Linked DNA regions of Ovis aries: region 2 is linked to region 1. The links are chromatin contacts, called in public Hi-C maps. All regions are on one chromosome and are shown on one strand. Each heading gives the region's core, a stretch centred on a gene start, on an enhancer-like site or on the middle of the called end of the contact. The rest is flanking DNA. Distances are from core to core; before and after follow the strand shown.

Region 1 (4,407 bases), core at 1,740-4,239:
ACGCAGAAAAGGTGGAGCTTTACTTCTTCTGGAACAGTCCAGGAGGCGGGCAGCCATGTTCCATGGGGTCACTCAGGGACCTGGACTCCTCCCAGTGTGGCATCTGCCCCCAAAGGGCCTTGCCATTGTCTCTGCAGTCAACCCTGGAAACGCGAAGACAGGTCTGGGGGCAGGGGCAGAGGCGCAGTCTGCCATGTGAAGGAGACGCACCGCAGCTGCTCGCGGCTCCCAGGCAGGACAGCCAGAGGGCCATGTCCACTCGCAGGCACGGCTGGGAGGCGGCGGCCCACAGGGCATGGTGTGCCCAGCGCATCTCGTTCTTCTGCAAGTACACGAGTGCTGCAGACTGAATATCGCCCCTCAGCATTCACAGGCTGAAGCCCTGAACCTGCAGTGCGACTGTTTGAGAGATGTGAGGAAGAGAAAGCAGACCTCTCCACATTTGTGCAGCGGGAAGGCTGTGTGTGGACCCAGTGAAAGGTGGTCATCCGCATGCAGCCCAGAGGGAGACATCAGCCCTCCTGGCACCTTGAACTTGGACCTCCAGAACCGTGAGGAAAATGTGCTGTTTAAGCTGCCCAGTCTGTGGCATTTCGTTCTCGCAGCCCAGTTGAGACAGGGAGAGGTTTCGGTGGATAGCAGTGAAGACTGACCGATCCCTGGGATGGAAGGTGCACCAAGCAACAGGTACAGTCAGGGCTATAGGGCCTCTACTTAATGGAAAGTCTCAAACCCACAAAAGCAGAGAGAACCTAACGGACTCCATGTGCCCATGGGCCAGTTTCAGCAATTACCAACTTCCCTTCACCTGCCTCCATGCACATGCAGGCCCAGCACCCTAGCCAGGATCTCCTGCACAAAGCAATGCGCTTTGCCCACCTGTCAGGCCTCCCTGGTGGACTCGCACTGTTCAGGGCAGACTGGGCTAAAAACCTGCCATGAGACTTAACTGTCAGCGCAGCAGGGCACAGAGGAACTGGACACACAGATGCCTAGGCTCTCCTACTCCTGTGTCAGGGGTGTGAGGTCAGTACCGGATGCGTGGAGGTGCTGCAGCCACCCTGGGGCTGAGGGACAAGCTAAGAGAACAGGTGAGTTGCTGACCCAGCGTCCGAGATGACTAGCAGCAGAGACAGTTCTTGGCCTCACTCTGGACTCTGTTATGCGAAATAACTAGATTTCCTGATGACTGAAGCCCCTGAAGCTGGCATTCCGGCTGTTGGTGGCGTTTAGTCGCTGAGTGCTGCTTCTTTTAGCCAAGTGAGAAACTTCACTGTACGTTTGCTAGTATTTCCTGCTGTTTAAAGGGCATCCACGGCTCCCCAGCATGCAGGGGCAGACCAGCCAGGCTGCCCCCATTTCCATGGGCGACCAGGAAGGCTGGGCTCTCACAAGCTGAGGTCCTGCCTGTGTTCCTGCCTGTCAGCCTGGTGAACTCATCCTGCTGATGTGGTATAAGGCTGTCCAACCTCAGGAGGGTCTCTACTGTAAGCCCATCATCCTTTTGAAGGCAAGATGTTAAGTTTCAGAAAAAGTTAATCTAAGGCAATATTGGGCTGTTAGCGTATCAGGGACCTTTTGTAGATTGTACCGCAGTAACAAAAGGCCCCAAAGTCGCGGTGGACTCGGCTCAAAATTGTTTATTTCCAGCTGGTGCTCCCTGTCAGCGGCACTGGTGTAGCTTGGCTGTGTTCATTCCAGAAGTTAGTGTTAGTCGCTCAGTCGTACCCGACTCTTTGCGACCCCATGGACTGCAGCCCTCTGTCCATGAGATTTTCCAGGCAAGGATACTGGAGTGGGTTGCCACTTCCTTCTCCAGGGGATCTTCCCAACCCAGGAATCGAACCCAGGTCTCCTGCACTGCAGGCAGATTCCTTACCAACTGAGCTACAAGGGAAGCCCAGAACCCAGCGTGAAAAAGCAGCCGTAATCGCGCAAGTGCAGGTCTCAGACTGGGGACTGGAAGACGAGGGTGGTGGCCTGCATACCAGCTTTCTTCCTGAAAGTCGGCTCCGGTTACTTTACAAGCTCAACATGAAGGACGAAAGCCAATTGGGAATAACGGAATCTACCACCCTTCCAGGATCCACAACCCAATCAAGCAAGGGCCCATCAGGAAAACGGAAGGCTACCACAGGGGTCTTGGGTCACAGCGAAATCAAGGGCTTGCACAAGTGAGGTGGGGGCTGCCAGGACCTCAGCCTCAGCACTGAGGTAGACAGTCTGCAGCTCGCGGGGGTCCGCGGCTGCCCCCAGCACTCTCGGCCGCCTCTCGTCCGGGAAGCCGGCGCTTCTCGAGGACTCCCCGGAGAGCAGCCCTCAAGTCCACGGCCACATTTCCGGCCGTCTCCGAGGTCCTCCGCGGCCAACTCGAGCGTTCTGGGAAACGCGGCTCCCAGCACTTAACGGGCCTGACGCTGCTATCCGCACCAACCTCCTAGGATGAGGTCGGAACCCCCACGAGTGTGCCTGGGGACGAGCCGTCGGAGGCCACGAAGCCCTGAAGGCAGGACCCCTAGACAGGAAGGCAGTGTTTGCGCCCATAAGACGACAGCCGCCACCCTGACGGAGCGCTTCCGGGGGCCGAGCCGCTGGCCCTCAAGACTCCCGCCGTCGACGAGTGGGCAACAGGCAGGCCCCAAGGCTGCAGCCCCGTGCTTTCGCTGGAAGCGCGGACGCCCGCGCCAGAGGCGGCGGCCTGCGCGCCGACAGTCTGACCCGGAAGAGGCGGTGCGACAGAGGCACTCCCGACCAGTCGCCCCGCTTCCGCTGTACTAGTCCCAGCCAATCCGGTCACGCCGGCCCAAGCGAGCCAATCCCGTTGCGCGCCGCAGACGCCGGCCCGCGTGAGCCAATCCCCGTGCGCGCCGCGGACGCCGGCCCGCGTGAGCCAATCCCCGTGCGCGCCGCGGACGCCGGCCCGCGTGAGCCAATCCCCGTGCGCGCCGCGGACGACCACAGCCAATGGGCGGTCCGGATGGTCCGGGGCAGTGGTGGCGGGAAGGTGCGGCGATGGCGGGCCGCCGCGGCGCGCTCATCGTGCTGGAGGGCGTGGACCGCGCTGGAAAGAGCACCCAGAGCCGCAAGCTGGTGGACGCGCTGTGCGCCGAAGGCCACCGCGCCGAGCTGCTGCGCTTCCCTGGTGGGCGCGGCGGGCCGGGCGAGCGGGGTTTCCGGGGGACCGGGGATGGGGACGTGACCCGGGGCCTCTCCGGGCCCTGAGGGTGGGAAGCGAAGGCCTCGCGGGCCGGGCCCGCCCTCGTAGATCCGCGGGTCGGGGCGCAGGGGCCGGCCCGTGTGATGGCTCCTGAGCCTCAGCCCGACGCGTCTGTGGTCATTAACGCGCGGCTGACGTGCAGTCAGTCAGTCCTGTGTTTAGTGAGTCTCAACACGTGTACAGCCCAGAAGGCGTCTTCACAGCCAGAGTAATGACCGTCAACGCCTAAGTTTCCTGGCGCTGCTTTGTAACTCAAGTCTCCGTTTTGTTTTGGGGTTCCTCCGCCCGCCCGCCCTTGAGTGTTTACCTTCTGACTGGTTTTGTGTCATATTTTTAATTTTTAACGTAACACATTGGTCTTGAAAACGCTTGTAAGAATATCATCAATACTTAGGTATTCAAGAGAAGTTCAAGGTTTACAAACCAGAGGTGGCAGCGGTAGAGGGAAAATGCTTCCTTGAATATTTATCGTTTTAATTTTTAAGCGAGACAGTCTGCAAATGTTATACAGTTGAGCCTTTGAATGACATAGGTATGAGCCGCTTGGGTCCACACAGACACCTTTTTTCAATAAACAGTACTCTGCAGTCCTGGGTTGGTGGACTGCAGGGACGGAGGACCTCGGATACAGAGCCAGCTGCAGCACTTAAAAATCCTTCTGGTGTCAAGGCAGGTCCTGGAAGCAGTCCCCGTTGGCTGGCTCTGCCTCTGGTTGCTGCTTCCTACCTGAGCTTCCTCCTCCTCAAGCTTTGTTCATCCCAGTGGCTGCTCGCTGCTGCCCTTCCTCGGGTGAAGGTGTGAGCCTCTCCAAAGCTGCAGTAAAATAAACTTCAGAGTTGGACGGGTCAGGGCCAGAAGTTCCGCACAAACTGTTCCTGATGTCCATGGCGAGCCTGGTCTCATTTTCTGTGTGTGTTCTCTTGTTTTAGAAAGATCAACGGAAATTGGCAAGCTGCTCAGCTCCTACCTGGAGAAGAAGAGCGAGGTGGAGGATCACTCGGTGCACCTGCTCTTCTCTGCGAATCGCTGGGAGCACGTGTAAACACCTTGGCCCTGCCACCCTTCCTGCTCTGCGCTCCCCCGCGACTCTGGGCTCTTGTTTCTGAGTGGCTGAGTCAGGCTGGAGGCCGTCCCTTTGCACATTCTTTATTCACAGATCCCCAGAGCTCTAGTTAATACCCCCCACCCCA
Region 2 (4,628 bases), core at 1,112-3,611, 250 kb after region 1:
GGCAACAGAGGAGAAACAGAGCAAGTGCGGGAACAAATCTAGAAAGAAAGCAGCCCTCGCAGAAGCGATTCATTTTTATTTTCCTAAATTAGTACGCAAACGTGGTCTAATCCCAGGTGGACTCCCTAATGATGTTTTTTTCCTGTAAGGACTGGATAAAATGGCTTTCAAGTTCACCTGAAGAATGAACGCCTGAGGACAGATAGGAAGACCAGCTGTCACAGACACCTGCTTCAAGCCGACCCCGAATGGCCGAGGACTCTTGCCCAGTCTCTCCGGAGCTTCCGCAGGCCCGCCCTCCCAGAACTCGGGGCCCCCGCCTGTGCTCTGGCCAACTTCAAGGCAGCACCCTGACAACACTGAACCTGGAGCACACGTGAGCCCAGGACTGGGCTGCCCCACAGGCAAGAAGGGGACCATCACCCCTACCGGCCACCTCTCACTAAGACTCGTCTTGATGGACAGACATGGGGAAAATGAGACGACTACTACCTGGAACAGGATGTGAATTCTTAAAAATCATTTGTCTAATTTTCAATTCTACCAAGTTTCTCTTATCACAACGCATTTCTTTCATACAATACTAAGGATTTTTTTCCCCTGATATACAATTTGGACGCACTATGACTTTCCAACAGTTTGTTATTAACTGATTACTCTCTCTAAGATGAAAGTTGAAAGAAGTTCAACATTCTTCTGTTGAACTTAACTACCTGCTTATCAGTGAGAAAGTCTCAATCCAGCAACACAAAAAATGCCAAGCACTGTGATTAGTTTAAACCTTGGAAGAATATTAATCAGATCCCCAAACCTCAGAAATTCAGTTAAAGGAAAATTTTTTGAACTCATTCTAAATAACAGAAATTGCTTAAAGTTCTTCTCTCCTGGACCCACGGCTTCCTTCTTCCAGACAGGAATAGCACGCCAACACACAGAAGAAGTCAACTCTTCTAAAGCAAATGGAGACAGAAAACAGATGGCTAAAGCTCGCTTCTCGGCAACATAAACTTGCTTTGCTCAGTGGCGTGTGTGTGTGTCAGTGGACCACCCCAAACCACCCTTCACTGACATGTCATCCTTGTAGTTCCATACATTACCCTAATGTACAAATGGCCCTGCAATGTAGGACCTCAGGGTCTGTAATCCCTCATGCAGAGCCCCTGGAACACTTAGCATTCAGCCTTTGGGTCTGACAGTACACCACAAACGCTCTTCACTGCACAACAGCAGCACCCCACAATCAAATTCCTTTTCTCTAATGACAGTACGGCTATTAGCACAAAATGAGACAACTAAGACTACAAAAATGGCTTCATCCCAATTCTGCCTCCAGATGACTTTTCACATTCTTTTCTCCCTGGAAAAAAAGCCAAAACCAACTTTTTCTTTTCCAGCAGTTTTTGTTTTTTGAGTTGGGTACAAAAAGGGCCTGAATCACATTTATTAAAGACCACACAGAAAGGTTCGTGCCTATGGGTCCTATCCCCATTTCCGTAGGTCACTCTGCTAGTTTAAGAACTGTCAGAATGCAAATTGGACAGAAAAATGAAAAAAATAAAATAAAAATTATGATAAAGTTAACGTGGAGAAGATCAGTGGCAAGGTTCATTGAGAGTTAGGAGGCTGCACGATGCAAAAGAAAGCCTGAGCGGGAGCTACCGAAACCGGAAGGAGAACCTCAGCCTACCAACAGGAGTGGGCCTGCACGACCCCGCACCGGCACCGCCGCTAGCCGCTATCAGCTCTCCCGAGGACGCGGTGGGGGCGGGGGCGGGGCCCCTTTGGGCCCTGAATTTGTCTGGAGGTATCGTGAGGATCTGCGTCGTTCGAGAGAGCTCCGAAAGTCGGCTATGTGCGGGTCACCGTGCCAGGCAACGAGTAATGCTGGGCAGGTCCGCGCCCCTGCCCCTCGCAGAACGGCGACCACACGGAGCAGCAGAGGCTGAAATCGGGCCAACACCTCCTTCGGGGAAAGTCTAATCCGGGCCGAGTCCGGGACAACAAAGCCAGTACCAGGCAGCGAACGCTGGAAACAAGCGGCCCCAGACTCGAGGCAAGCTCTGTACCAGGGCAGACAGCTGGAAGTAACAACTCAGCGTGGAGGGGCCCGTGTGTACGTCTAGGGGACCCAGACAAGGTGGGGGAGACGAAAACTGGGCGGAAAGCCAACCGGCGGCCCTTGGGCCTTACGGAGCCACAGGTCGGCCCCACTTCGGGCCCGCGGGAGAACCGACCCCCTCCCCCCCGCCACGGCGCTCCCGCCCGCCCCCGGAGTCCGCGCTGCACGGGCCTCCTCCCCCCAGTCCCGTCCACCGCCGAGCGGAGGGGCGGCCGGCGCCTCGCGCGCTTCCTCTCGGCCGGGGCGGGCGGGAGCGGGAAGCGCCCACGTCGGCCCGACCCGCACCGTCCCTTCCGGACTACGTCCGCCGGCGAGCGCCCGGCGCCCCGGCCCCACTGCTGACCACGCCCCGCACAACTCCCCCGGGGTTAGCGAGGGCCACTCGGCTTCCCCGCGGACACACCCCGCCGCCTCCGCCCGCGCCAGGGCCCCGGGGGCGGGAAGGGCCGGGGACCCGCACAGGCTAGGGGAGACGTGAGCGGGAAGGCCCGGGGAGCGGGAGAGGGCCGGAGAGGGGGGAAGACCCGAGAATGGGGAAGGCCCGGGGAGATCCGGGAAGCTGGGGGAGATCCGGGGAACGGGGGTAGCCGGGGGGCGGGTATCCGGGGAGGTGGGCGGAGGCCGGGGAGTCGAGAGGGCCCAGGAGCCCAGGCCGGCCGCCCCTCCTCCGCCCGCGTGTCTTCCGGAGCGACCACGGCCCGGAGCGGGCGTCGGCCCCCAGCTCGCGCCTCCCAAGGCGGCCGGGCCCCACGGGGACACACTCACCGCCGCCTCGCCGAAGAACTGAGACCAATCGACCGCTCTGCAGACCCGCCCAGCGCCCGCCGCGCGCTCGCGCCCCGCCCCGCCCCGCCGCGCGCGCGGGCGGATTGAGTCATCACGCCGCCCCGCCTCCTTGCCAACGCTTTCCTCCCCGCCCCTCCCTCCAGCTCCCAAGTGCGCAGGCGCAGCCCCGGCCTCCCCCGTTTCCGCCTCTGCGCAGGCGCCGTGCCCCTCCCACGGCGGTTGGCCATATAGAGGCTGGGGGGTGGGGGGGAGGTCAAGCGTAGCCTCTTCTCCTTTACCAAGATGGCGGCTCGTCCCTGTTTCGCCACAGTTCCTACGTTATGAGCTTGATTTCCTTACACTGATAAGAGAGGAACAGGTAATGTAACACTTTGCCTTGTGGATAACTAGAATGAGGGGAAGAGAGTTTCTTTAGATGGAGCTTAGTGACCAGAGAGGAGGAGAGAGGCGGACGGGGGGAGGGCAGGTGGCAGTAAGAGTTCGGAACGACCACGGGGAGGGGGGACCTTTCACATCTGAGTCTCTCCTCCGGGAAGATGGCGGCAGCACCGAGCAGGGAATGCCGGAGCTGGGCCGGGGAGGGATGGCGAGCGGCCCGGCCGGGCTGCTCTAGCCCCGGGCCGCCGTCGTCTCGGTGGTCGGGCCCGCGCCTCCATTGGCTGCCGCGGGGTCACGTGGGCCTGCGGCGCCTACGCGGACCATAGAGTTGGGCGCCCGTCCCCGGGGACGTGGCCTTCTTGAGCCCAGGGCTGGGGCCCGCTCCTGACGGGAGGGAGGGTGGGCCGGCGGCCCCCGCCTTTCGCTAGGTGAGGCCTGGGGGCTCCTCCAAGCCCACTGCGGCTGCGCGGCTCGGGGCGGGAGGGCCACGTGCCCGGCGGGGGCCAGCCGTGTCTGGCCGGTTTACCCCGGCTCCCGCGACCTGCAGGCCCGGGAGGCTGGGCGCGAATGCCTCAACTGTCATTAAACACGACTCTGGAGTTTCCATTGGGCGCCCGCGCGGTGCGGGGAGCCGGAAGGTGCTTGTGCCCAAAGGGCGTCCGGACGAGACGTCTTTGAAAAGTGAAGCGCTCAGGGCCCGGCTTCCCCTCCCGGCCCACTCAGGGGACGGGAAGGGCAGCCCCTGCGTGGCGTCCTGGCGCCACGTAAAACCGGTGGAAGGCCGGCCTCTGTGTCTTACTAAGCACCGTCCGAAGGAATGCGGATGAGTCTTAGCGGAATCCTCAGGAACAGGGTGGTTTACCCTTGAGGTCCTCGGTTCTTGTCCTCGGCTGCCCTCAGGATCGCCTGCACCTGCGGCGGTGTCCGCAGCAGGACACGACGGGACGGGCGCTTTCTCTGCAGCTGGCTTTCTGAGGCCCTGTTACGACAGGGTGCGTCACAGTTAGGGTTTTGTCTGAGGCAGCCGGTAGTGCTCTTCTGCAGAACAAGCTCCATGTAGGTTTCTGGGAGCAACCTGGGCTAATGGGACGTTGGACGAAGTCTAGTGCTCAGGGTGGTGTTTGATGACTCTGAGCACGAAGCACCGCCACGCTAAGCTCAAGATGTACGGTTTATATTAGAGTCCTAAAGTAGTTGAGAAGGTATTTGGTTCAGAGTGGCTTCTGTTGTTTGAACTCCCAGTTCTCCGGATCTGAGACATCAACCACCCGCTTATCACGAGAGTTTTAGGTTTGGAGAAAACTGAGCGTACCCCCTCAAGTCTTGAAGGACATTTGAAAGCCAT

What was found. Hi-C and Micro-C count contacts between places; a contact is called where the count stands out from the background.
Region 2: a contact with region 1 is called in a Hi-C map of liver, with 2.1 times the contacts expected there. The contact joins the promoter of HDLBP here to the promoter of DTYMK in region 1. A contact is called at or near these places in 2 of 16 Hi-C or Micro-C datasets (liver and tail adipose tissue).

What each region holds. Positions count from the first base shown.
Region 1 is chr1:259,145-263,551 of ARS-UI_Ramb_v3.0, forward strand. It overlaps DTYMK (deoxythymidylate kinase), which reads left to right and starts at 2,990. Exons shown (of 5, transcript XM_027966775.2): 1 at 2,990-3,142; 2 at 4,147-4,255. The coding sequence starts at 3,013.
Region 2 is chr1:504,993-509,620 of ARS-UI_Ramb_v3.0, forward strand. It overlaps HDLBP (high density lipoprotein binding protein), which reads left to right and starts at 2,362. Exons shown (of 28, transcript XM_042239347.1): 1 at 2,362-2,593. SEPTIN2 (septin 2) reads right to left here and starts at 2,947. Exons shown (of 13, transcript XM_042239362.1): 1 at 1,688-2,947.